Linked DNA regions of Anas platyrhynchos: region 2 is linked to region 1. The links are chromatin contacts, called in public Hi-C maps. All regions are on one chromosome and are shown on one strand. The core of a region is the stretch at or near the end of the contact, and the rest is flanking DNA. Distances in the headings are between cores, read along the strand shown.

The links. A called contact is a pair of places that touch in the nucleus more often than the background predicts.
Region 2: a Hi-C map of skeletal muscle shows a contact between it and region 1, with 3 times the contacts expected there. The contact joins the enhancer-like site here to the promoter of AMH in region 1. A contact is called at or near these places in 2 of 8 Hi-C or Micro-C datasets (skeletal muscle and subcutaneous adipose tissue).

The regions. Positions count from the first base shown.
Region 1 is chr29:5,141,607-5,147,839 of IASCAAS_PekinDuck_T2T, forward strand. AMH (anti-Mullerian hormone) reads left to right here and starts at 2,243. Exons shown (of 5, transcript NM_001310362.1): 1 at 2,243-2,861; 2 at 3,456-3,634; 3 at 4,457-4,580; 4 at 4,676-4,859; 5 at 5,061-6,233. The coding sequence starts at 2,252. The coding sequence ends at 5,976.
Region 2 is chr29:5,379,227-5,385,035 of IASCAAS_PekinDuck_T2T, forward strand. No RefSeq gene overlaps it. Among named protein-coding and RNA genes, the nearest start is that of NFILZ, 12 kb to the left of the region's middle. Within about 2 kb of position 4,060, at least 3 of the 8 cell types and tissues checked have an H3K27ac peak or open chromatin away from gene starts, as enhancers often do.

The DNA of each region.
Region 1 (6,233 bases), core at 993-3,492:
CTAGGCACCTCGCCTTCAGTCAGCTACTTCTGATTGAAGTAGTTGCATCGACCTCAGCTCAGCTGTGCTAGCTTAACACATTTCCCCACCATAGACTGCTTGATGTGTATCATAAATTACTGCCAGTTAATCAGTTGCTATTCAACTGAAGTCCTTTATGAAGCAGTTCATCTGGTGATTGGAGACTTGTCATAGACACACTTAAAGGGTTTTATTACTGCATTGCCAGTAATCCCGTTGGTGGGCAGAATGGAGGGCCAGCAAAATTTTCTACATGCAATTTTTCGTCTTCCTGCCGAATTGCAGTTACAAGCATTACATTGCGTTGCTCATGCTGAATCCAGAAACATTTCTCCTCCAGGCACTGGAGCACGGTACAGGAGCTCAGGTGTTGCCAGCTAGAACCATAGGAATATGTCTCCTAAGGAAATCGGTTTGGACTGCTTGTCAGGGGTCCTTGAGAAGCCCTAGACAAGGTTTCATTGGTGATTTTAAAAAAGACAATCCTTCCCCAAAGTGCAGCTGTCTAGCTCCTGCTTGTTAGACTGTTTATGCCAAATGGGGGTTCACAAACAAAGCATTGGTGCTCTCGTGTTTGACAATGGTAAAGGATTTCTGGGAATGTTTAGTCGGAAGAAATTACCAAAACTGCAGTTACATTAAGTCCAGGTTTGTTATTGTATTTCACTAAATGCTGTTTGTATCATTGTGAAGCACCTGCTGTCATTAAATATTTTTTTATTGTGCATGTCCTCCCACTAGCAGATTAATTTTGGCAAGCTTTTATTTCCTCTGTGGTTTTATTTATACTACATGTTTCCTTCAAGCAATCACTCGGTTCAGATTAAAAACAGAAAATGCTCTAAGCTTTCTCCTCTCTGTCCTTTGCAGGATTCCCTTCCCCAGACGGGCGTTCCAGCAGGCGGGTGATAGCAGGGCCTCGGCGGGTGCAGGGTGAGAGCACCAGGCTTGTGTTGGCTCTGTCGGTGCCCGTCTCTTTCCACAGGCTGCCCGGGGAGGCTGAGCTCGTGTCCTGCACCTGCTGTGTGCCTGATGGGTGGAAGGAGGCCAGGTCTTCGCCTCTTCTGCTGGCCGGATGCAGATCCTACTGTGTGCCCGGCAGACATGAGAGCCAGGCAGAGCGTGTCCAGCTTCCACCTGCTTTATTGCAGCGCCGGGAGCACTTTTTCTCAATCTGAGCTGGCCCAGTGCCTGGGATGACTTGTGTGAGCCTTCTCTCTGCCAGGTTCCTGTCCTTTGTCTCTGCTCCCATAGAAGAGAGGTCTGTGCTCACAAGGCCTTTGGTCTGTTGCCCTTTGTCCCTGTCTGGCTCGGGCGTGCAGTCAGTCAGGGTCAGCCCACTAATGATGTGCTGGAGCAATATCCCAAGCTTCAAACTGCAGCAGTCCTGAGAGCCCAGAGAAAGGTCTGACTGTGTTGGGAATGTTTTGCAGGTACATTGTGGCTGAGGAGATAACCTCTGGGAGGGCGGAGGTTTATTTGGAATGTGTTAGGTGGTATTAGTAATTCCAAGTGAGCACTGGTATCAAACAGAAGTCTTTATAACACAGGCATTATGAGACTTTCCAAGACCTGATCTATTAAAGCCTGCAGTATTAAAATTCACTGGGCTGCTGCTGCACCCTGTGAGATTCTCCCTCACACGTCCTGGGAGCTTTGAGATGCAACCCAGTGCTCAGATGTGTTAAGAGCCTCTGCAAGGCGGCCCCTACACCACGGTACAGGAGGTACCAGCCAAGGGGGAGGCTTTCCAGCAAAGAGGGAGCTTTCTATACATTTACTTAGTTTCTTCCCATTATCTGTCTTTATCCCCTTCCTCCAAGTCTAGCCAATTCTTGCCTCCTGGTGTTTCACTGCCAACAGGAGTAGTATGTGCCAGTCCCCATGCAGATTCAAGTCTAGACTTCTACCCTCCTTTAAAAAACATCTGAAGTCAAGGACGTGCATCCCTACAAGTAGGAGAAACAGCTTTAATTTATTATTTTTTTTTTTACAATTTCAATACTGGATGCAAACCCAAAAATAGAACAGAAAAGTTTCTTTGAAATATCCCTCCCTCCTTTCCAGCATGACAGTATCCGAGTTTCTCAAGGGAGGTGTGTTGTGCATTGTCAACTCAAGGCCATCAGCTTTTAAAAGGGAGATGCCGTCCTCCCCTTCCGCACAAATGTTTTGGGAGATGCGTTTGAGCGGCTCAAACGACTGCGTTTGGCATAGCTGAAGCAGGAACATGAAGCCTGCTCTTGGGGTACTTTTGCCGTGCCTGGCGCTGTTGCTCCCCTCTGCAGCGCTGCCAAGAAAAGGGAGCCCAGGGGAAAGGGTCTTCCCTGCTGGCACACCGGAGCTGAGCCTCTCGGAGGAGCTGGGACTTGAAGCAGAAGAGAGAAAAAGAGAAAATGCAAGCGTGCAGGCCAGAGCGGGACCCAGCTCATTGGTGAGATCGAAGAGGACCGCTGCTACTCGCCTCTTCTCCAAGACAGAGCCAGCAGCAGGGTGCCTGCAGGGGATGCCTGCGGATGGGGGCATCGGCTGGGCTGGCTCCAGCCTCCACCCCTGGCCTCTGGGGGGGCTGGAGGGCCCGGTGTGCAGGATGAAGATGGACCAGGACCAGGACGGGGTCCCGCCGAGCCACCTGGAAGTCATGGGTGTTCTCACCCACTATGAAAGCGGCTTCATCAAGCGGCTGAGGCAGCGCACTGGCTGGGACCGGAGCGACCTCACAACCTTTGGGCTGTGCCCGTCAGAGGACACGGGTGCTGCGCTCCGGCCCCTGCAGCGTATCCAGGAGCACCTGGCGGAGCCGGGGCAGGACCGGTTCCTCGTCCTGCGCCTGGAGGAAGGTAAGTGCCAAACCCGGGCTGGGACAGTGCTCAGGTAGGCAAATGCTACTTCTGGGCCTAAGTCAGAGATGCCAATGAAGAATTAAATTTGCAGGGCTGGATGTGCCTTAAAATTAGTTAAGCAGTAAAATAGGATGTCTTCCCATATTCTATTTAAGAAGCTGTGTCTTTCATGGAGATGACAGCTTGTATGCATCAATGAGTCCTCGCTTGTGACTGATGCCCCAGTGCCACAGCATTGGTGGCTTCTGTACTGCTCGTGATCATTTTGGTTATAGGAGTGTTCCTCTCTTTCTGTCTTGATCACTGGGATTCAGACCCAGTACCAATTCTGTCTGACAGGGAAAAGAGAAGAGACAGACAAGTAGACCTGAGTGGTCCTCGGAGGGTCCACAGCAAGGGGGCCTTGCTGCTTTCAGTCATCTAAAGCACAAGCAATTTGCAGCATCCTTCCACCCTCCAGCTCCTGTTCCTGGTGCTCTGAGTGCCCTGCAGGAGCAGTGCCCGGCCCCAAAGCCCCTTCCTCGCCCGCTCCCCGCCCAGTGCACTGCGTGCCCACAGGTTGTTTCACCCCCTTTTTGTTTTCCTTTGCAGTGAAGTGGGAAGCCCAGGCAAGGCTGTGGTTTAAGCTGGCTTTCCAGGCGGAGGTGGGGCGGTCACTGGGTGAGCTGCAGTTTGCCCTGCTGCTCTTCTACCTGGGCAGCCGAGCAGGGAGAGGCGCTGGGAGCCACGAGGAGCTGCTGGCCACGGGCACAGGGCTGGCGCAGGAGCAGGTGGGTGGCCGTGCCGAGCCCCGCGGGGCCTGGTGCCAGCAGGGAAGGTGGGAGAGGGGGTGTCTTGCTCTGCTGGCCCAGCGCCTTCCCCATCCCTTCCCTGCACTTTCCCCATCCCCTCCCAGGGCTTTCCCCATTCCTTCCCAGCACATTTTCCATCCCATCTCACCATCTGTCAACCCCTTCCCTTCCCTTCCCTTCCCTTCCCTTCCCTTCCCTTCCCTTCCCTTCCCTTCCCTTCCCTTCCCTTCCCTTCCCTTCCCTTCCCTTCCCTTCCCTTCCCTTCCCTTCCCTTCCCTTCCCTTCCCTTCCCTTCCCTTCCCTTCCCTTCCCTTCCCTTCCCTTCCCTTCCCTTCCCTTCCCTTCCCTTCCCTTCCCTTCCCTTCCCTTCCCTTCCCTTCCCTTCCCTTCCCTTCCCTTCCCTTCCCTTCCCTTCCCTTCCCTTCCCTTCCCTTCCCTTCCCTTCCCCTGGGGCTGGCGGGGCCGAGCCGTGCCTGAAGATGGTGCTGTTACCCTGTCCCCAAGCTGCTGGCGGGGACAAAGGGACGGCACCTTGGGGTGCACAGCGGCCCCCCATGCACGGCTCCCTCCCCTCCCAGCACTCTCCAGCCTGGCTGGTTTTAGGGCCAGCAAATCCTCCAGTGTGAGGTGAGCCCACCCAGTGCTGCTCCCCTGGCTGCTCTCTGGGCTGCCTTAGTGTCCATACCTTGGCCCTGGGCATCCAGAAAGCAGGGATCATAACGGGGTCTGGTGTTAGTGCTGCCCCCCCGTCATGCCTCCCCCAGGTTCTCAGGGGCTCCTGTGACTTCTGCCTCCCTGCAGAGCCTCTGCCTCACTAGGGACACCCAGTACCTGGTCCTTGGAGCCTCGGTAGCATCCGTGACCCACACCAGCGAGGAGCTCAGCTTCCAGGTGACCCTGGCCATCAGACATCGCGGTGATGGAGGTGGGGACTGTGGCAGCAGGGGACAGAGGTGCTGATGGCCCCTGTGCCCTGGCCGGGCACTGGGGACCTGGCTGCTGCACTGTCCCCACCTACAGGTGCCCTGCTGCCCCCCACGGAGACCCAGCAGCTCCTCTTCGGCTCGGACGACAAATGCTTCACCAGGATGACACCTGTGCTGCTCCTGCTGGCGAAGTCCTGGCGGGGGCACGATGCTTTGGCCTCTTCCTCCTACCTCTCCGCTGATGGAGTGGTGGACGTGGCTCCATACCCACAGCTCAGGTCTGTGCCTTTCATCACAGCCACAGAAAAACACGGGGTGCGAGGGGGGGGGGTAGGGGAAAAGCCCCTCTGTCCCACCCGTGGGGATCAAGGCTGGGAAAATGTGGGGCACACCTGGGTGGGGCAGAGGTGCTGTGGCCCAGCCCATCACCTCCAAGGGTGCAAGGGGCCCCTGTGACCCTCTCTGTGCTCTCTTTGCAGCCCACCCCAGCATGAGACCGTGGAACTGCTACCCTCCACTGCCCCCAGCCAGGCCAACATCTCATCCCTGGCCCCCAGGGATAGCGGGCAGTTCCTGGGCATGCTGACCCGCTTCATCCGCCGGGTGCTGAGCCCCTCCAGTGAACCGCCCACCCAGCCCAGCTCCCACCACTGGCTGGACTTCCAGATGATGGAGACGCTCCCTCACCAGCTGCTCAACCTGTCTGAGACGGCAGCGCTGGAGCGGCTGGTGCAGTCGGAGGAGCCCTCGGTGCTGCTTTTCCCCCAGGAGGGCAGCGCCGGGCTGGAGCAGCATTTCGGGGACTGGCAGCCAGAGGGGACCGTGCTGCAGCTGCTGCTGGGCAAGCTGCAGGCAGTGATCCAGGAGCTGAGGGACATCCCGGCGTTCCAAGCCAACATGGGGCTTTTCCAGCACCTCCTGAGCTTCTGCTACTACCCGCCAGGGCCAGGCACGGGCAGCGCGGGTGAGCGGCCGCCTGGCTCTGGGAAGCTGCACGCGCTGCTGCTGCTGAAGGCGCTGCAGACGGTGCGGGTGCACTGGCAGGAGCGGAGGAAAGTCCTGCGACAAAACCGCAGCGCCCGGCACCAGGCCCACTGCCGGCTGCAGGAGCTGACCATCGACCTGCACGACCGCAAGTTCATCGTCATGCCCACCGTGTACGCGGCCAACAACTGCGAGGGTCCCTGCAAGCTGCCCCTCTCCACACGTGTCCCCAGCTACTACTCGCACACGGTGCTGCTGCTGGGCATGCAGGAGCGGGGCTCGCCCCTGCAGCGCGCTCCCTGCTGCGTGCCCGTCCGCTACTCGGACCAGCTCATCATCAGTGTGTCCAGCCAGGGGCTGGAGGTGCGCAAGTTCCCCAACATGGTGGCAGAGGAGTGCGGCTGTCGGTAGAGGCTCCTGCCCATAGCCCTGGAGCGCCCCTGCAGCTTTGCTTCTCGCCGAGACGTGAGCACTCCTCCGCACGTCTTTTCCCACTTGCTAGCGTTGTTCTGGTTCTGGGTTTGCAGCCGTGCTGCTCCCTGGAGGGCTGCCAGCCTCCTGGTGCTTCCCTGCTCCATCTGCAGAGGCTGGGGATGTCCGAGGTGCCCAGAGGCTCAGGCTGCGGTCTGGTTCTGACCCTCAGCGGGGTTTGGGCTGGGTACGGGACG
Region 2 (5,809 bases), core at 2,810-5,309, 240 kb after region 1:
ATAAAGAAAAATACAGCTTTTGCTATTGTGTGTATGTAGAGCCCTGCACACCAGTGTCCTTGTGTTTATGTGGGGATGTGCACACACAAACGTATCTAGATGTGCTTGGGCAGAAACATGCCTGACTATTTCTGCATCTGTACCAAGTGGTACCAAGGTGTTATTTTGCAACCTGAAGGGTAGAAAACAAAGTGCAGAAAGGGAAAATGAAGATTAGACTTGTTCTGACTGTAAGTCATATTGTCCTTTGGAAACCGTTCAAAAGGAACATTGACATCCTCCTTCCATTGATTTGGTGGGAAGAATGAGCTCCACAAATTCCCCTCACTTAATTCCCTCATCATTTAAACTCTACCTATAAAATCTATTTTCCCTTACATGGGTCTTACAGTTTGCGGCTGTGTTAAGGCATCCCCTGATCCCAGTGACAGCATGAACTGTGTAAGTTGAGATCTCCTTCTCCAGTGTTGTGAGCTCCAACTTCCATCTTGCCAAACTGGCTTTCTTAATCCGCTTTGTGGCTCTGACTCCTGAGTAGAAGTGGGATATTGGAAGCAAATGCTCTACTGCCGGTATACAGAGAAACAAGGTTGAAAATCACAAGGGCAGAAGTGACAAGGGTGGAAGACTAGGGGATGCTACTATCAAGTAAAGGAAGAGATTTAGAAAACCTAATTAAGAAAACGTGGAGGGGAGATTTTTGTTCATTTCTAAAGCAACATTAACGTAGACAGAACAGATGATTGCACATGACATGGAGGATTAAAGATGGCAAAGTAAAAGTTAATACGACCGTTAAAATGTACTTCCTATAGTTTATACTTGCCTCAGAATATAATCTAAAATTTTCACTTTGTCAATGTCTAGCAACCAATTGCTAAATTCTTAGACCTTTATGAAAGTATATTATTCTGTGTTTTTTATGTCACAAAAAGTTTTCCTTGCCTTCCACTTTCTTTACCTGCACCTGTGTAATTCTTTCTGTTCACACTTTACTAACTCTCTGACCCTTCTCTGCCTTTGCTTTCTTTGCAGCTCCTCTCAGTCTAAGTTTATTTGTGAAATTTTGGAATATGCAAAAACAATGCTAGAGGTGTTAAACAGGCTGCCCTAATTATCAAGTCTTGGGTCTCTGCGCAGTTTCTTTCTCTTTGTTCTGATTCTTTGCAGCTTTACAATTAAGAAAATGGATGCTGGACTAGAAAAGTGCTAGCATGATCCAATATCTATCTTTCTGTGTCTGGTTTTTAACCAATTTACAGTCCATAGAACACTTTTTCCATCCTTGTTTCACTTTGTATCAGTTGAAGCACAAACACACAAAGCACCTTTTCCACTGATTGTACGATATGGTTTATCTTCTACTAATCATTGCAACTTTTTTTTCCATAACCTATTGGTTTTCTTTTTTAAAGTGTTTGTGTATCTCCTAGTTAAATGTTATATCAAAGTGTCTGTAACAAGACAGTATATTTTGTGATTCCTGTAGTTATTGACACAAATATTCATTTTCATTTTTGAAGGTAAGGTTTGCATAGACACACACAATAAATCATTTTATTACCCTTACCATAGAGTCTGTGTAATATAAGAACATGCACAGGAGGGGTACCAAAGCATCCTAGTTTATGAAATCTTTACACAATGTATTTTTATACACGTTTGGACATAGATTGGTGAAGACTGTAACATTATTGAACAGTTGTGCTGATGGAGGTGTTATGCTTAAACCTGCTATCAGAGCTGAGAAAGAACCAAGCCTGTGATCCTTGCTGTAAACCATTAGTTAGGTCAGTTTGTTTATGAGCCTTTCCTGTTAGAGCCTGCCCTTGCTGGCATTTCCCACCTATGTACTTGCTGTGCTTCTTGCTTGCAAATAAAATCATTGTTTTCAGTAAGACCTGCTACAACAGAATGTACTGTGTTCAAACTGCAAATGACTGAGGCAAATTCACAAAGAATTTGGTTAACTGTGCATTTCTGGAAAGCACTGAAAGCACTGGGGAACAAAAAAAGACAGAGAGAGCCTTAATAGGCAGAGGTAGATGTCCACATATTTCTCTATGCCTAGTGAGGATTTCCTACTCACTTTAGGTCCAGGGTTCTTGACTGATTGTCATTCCTGCTTGTTTCCCAAAATTCCCTTATGCAAAGCTAAAATCAGTTTCTTATGTTTGTTGAGAATGGCACGGCACGCTGATGCTGTAGATCTGGGGATGAAGATGATTCTCCATTGTCTGTTACCACATCCCTATTTACACCATGCCAAAGGATGTGGCAACTGCTATATCTCTGACATGACCATGCTTTACACCCACATTATACTCTTTTGCCTCGGGAGTAAATGACTTGAGTTGGAAGGAAATTTTCCTACAGAAGAGTTTTCCATCTGAAAATGCTGATTAGACTGAATTGAAATGTTCTGTGGAAAGGTTTTGATTCCATCAAAGCTTTTGGTGGAAACAAAGCAAGCTTTGTGCAGGCTGTCTGACGGGCCGAAACTGCCTTGACTTATGCCAGCTTACCCATCTACTCGGGGCTTTCTGGCTCTGTGGCCACAAGATTTCCCGGCCACCTGCCCGGTGGACGCCAAGACACTGGTTAGGTGCCGGTTTTTGTAGCGCTGCCTGCATGGGTGCGGCTCTGTGACCACACACTCTTCAACTCCCTGAGTCAGGGATTTTGATTTTGAAAGTCTCTTTTGATTCCTTCCTTGTTTTTTTTTGTTTGTTTTTTTTTTGATTTTTCATCCCACTGAAAATGGCCATGCCTTATTTCACCTTTCAGACTTATTGTCAGGAGCACACGTTTTATGCACTAGAAGGTGGTGTCCATTTGTTTCTGCTGGTAATATGATTTCCAGCTCCAGGATCAAACTCTGAAAACACAGCAGGGGATGTGTTTTTTCTTCCCCGTTTTGCACTGCCTGCTCACAACTGCCACCTGCGGTTTGACCATGGCAGTCACACTTGGGTCACTGCATTAAAATTGCTCTGCACTTACAGACTTTAGACAGAGCACAAAGCACAAGCTTTAGGAAGAGTGCAGGAGTGTTTGGGAGGACAGAACACAACCACTTCGATTAGTTTATTAGAAGGCTGTGAATAATAGCAGAAGCCAAGCTGCTGGGCCTGCAGTGGGTGGTTTTGTTCTCGAAAAGGGGCCACAGCACAGCCTCATCTAGCTGCAGTCCCTCAGGCCACAAGGTGCTCAGGCTTTGACCTAGGGCAGGCATCACAGAGAAGAAGAGATCTGCATCCCATGGAGGCCAGCACACAGCTTCCCTCAGCAGCTCTCATTTTTCTGCCACCACCATCAGGTTTTCCAGAGAGTACTGCCCTTGTTGGCCTTCACACAGCTGGGATGTGCTGAATGGACCTACACAGAGAGTGCAGGCGAACCTATATTTTATCCTCTTTCAACGTTTTTGACAAAACCTGATAAAAAAAAAAAAAAAAAAAAAAAAAAAAAAAAAAAAAAAGGAAGTGGGAGGGGACAGAAATGGGTCAGGATCAAATACCATTTTATTTTTTAAAGCTCCCAGCTCCCCTCTGGTGCTATTTTTCTTCTGTTGTCCAGACAATGCAGCAGACAGCCCTATGCCCCAGCCAGGCTACCAAAGAAGATAAGCAGTCCCTTTTCAGCAATGGCAACTACAAACTGGCTGGGTACTTAATTGATTAATTTAAATGGAAAATGTATTTAACAAAGAATTCTGTTATTTAACCTTTCAACACCTTATTTTCTCTGAACCATGATTTCTTTGTTCTGTGCAAGGCAGCTTCAGCCTGTCCCAGAGCTACAAGTGGAAGCAGGGTGCAGAGGTCACAGACAGGGAGGGTCTGCGAGTTGAGGACAGGGAGAATGGGAACTAAGCAGACCTCAGATCAAGAGTCAGATTTCTTGGTGCCCGTAAGTCCTCCAGGCTTTGTGAAGCAGGCCCTGAAACTGCCATCCCAGCAGAGCAGCAGCCTCAAAGAGACCTTGTGAGCAGCAGTGGAAATGCCAGCCACTGCAGCCTGATCTGCCTGCAGAAATCAAACAGCACAACATCTTACACTGACCAAAGCCAGTCGCGTAAGGCCACTACAGGCTGCCCAGAGAATTAGCTGCCAAAACCACCTGTCACTGCTTGTGCTGTTTTCTGGCAGAGGGATGAAAATAACCTCTGTTCATGACATGGAGAGTGCCTCATGCCCCTACGCTGCCTGGCTCTGTGCTGCTGCTTCCTTCAGCCAGGCAGGCAGCGTCCCACTGCGTATCTGCACACTGTAGGCGTGCTCCCGTCCTGCGTGGGATCGTATGAAGCCAGAAGATGAGCAATGCTGAATTTCCTACCGCTCCCCAACAGCCTCTCAGGCAGCACCAGCACCTCACTTGTTTTCAAAGATTCCTCTTACTGATCAAAAAAAACACCCATGAAGATGTGTTTACAGATTGCCCTGCCAGCAGTCTATCTGACTTCTATCTGACAGGCAAAACCAAGTTAACATTAAAAAAATTAGAGGCAAAACAAAGACAATACCCTTTGACAGTCCAGGTCTTACCTGTCCTACCAGATTCCTTGACAGCAAAATAAGTAATTTCGTCCTGCTGTAAAAATATAGTTTCTTTTCCTGAGGACTTGGACACATTGTTAATACCTAAAACAGAATGCCAGCCCCATCACTTGCATTCCTCTTGTCAGTGAAGAAGATAATTTTCATTTAGTTTTGCATTTTTCAGCGCTTTGCACATCCTTTTTTCTTCATGTGCAACAGGTTAGCTACTTCTGTTCTACTGTGTATTGATGCATGTGATGGTACTCTGTGCTGGGGATTGTTCAGTGTCTCTGAACCAAGAAGGCCTTTGATCATAAAAAGAAGACATCATCTGGAGATGAAAGTGTGAAAACAGACAAGGTGGATGGGAGCTTTCCTTATGGGCCCCTGTGCAAACACTGGCAAGACATATCCTTCCTTTGTTTCACTTGCCTCTGCTGTAACTAGAAACAAGTGGATTTCCTACCAGGGAGGGAGGGAAGGGGAGAGTGTAGGAGCAGTCATTCACCTGACTTTTAGTGAGAAATCCATCATTCCAAGATGTATTTTACCAGGGCAGAACAAAAGCATTCTGTAACTTCATGGCTGCCAGACATTTTGGAACAAGGAGGGTGATGAGGGTGAGTAGGCCCGTGCCCTTGCAGTGTCTCCAAATTGCCAACAGCCAGAGCCATCCAGAAGGGCTGAGATCTTGCAAAAACAAACTGCAATTTCCCCCAAACTGGATCAAATCCGAGTGCTTCAGTCATGCAGCTCAGCAAGGGCAGCACAGAGGCAGCTGCCACGGTGCTCTTCCCAGGGCTGCTCCCCTCTCTGTGCAGTGTTTCTGGTTCAGCCATTTGTGCTATACAGAAATGCCTGCAGCTGCTTTGTGTGGGCAGAAAGCAGCCAAACCCAAAGAATTTCACTGCTGGCCAAGCTCACAACAGAGGGGACAGCCCCAGGCAATGCTGAACTGTGCCCTGAGCAGACACACTGACAGCACTTCTTGGGGAGAGATGGGAAAGAACCCTGGCTTCGAATATATATTTTGCCTTGGTTCAGTAAATTACTGAGGGGTGAGACAGAAAGGTCGATGAGCACACAGCTGTGTTAGTCACATAGCTGCTATGCTACTGAACAAAATGAAAATGCCTATGTAGCTGAAAGAGATAGAAAGGTGAGTGTGCGCTTGTGATATCATGGTGCAATTGATAAATAGTCATGTACTGGTGATAAGATAGGCTTGCTGGTGATAAGATAGGTTGGAATGTGATAGATCTGCATTG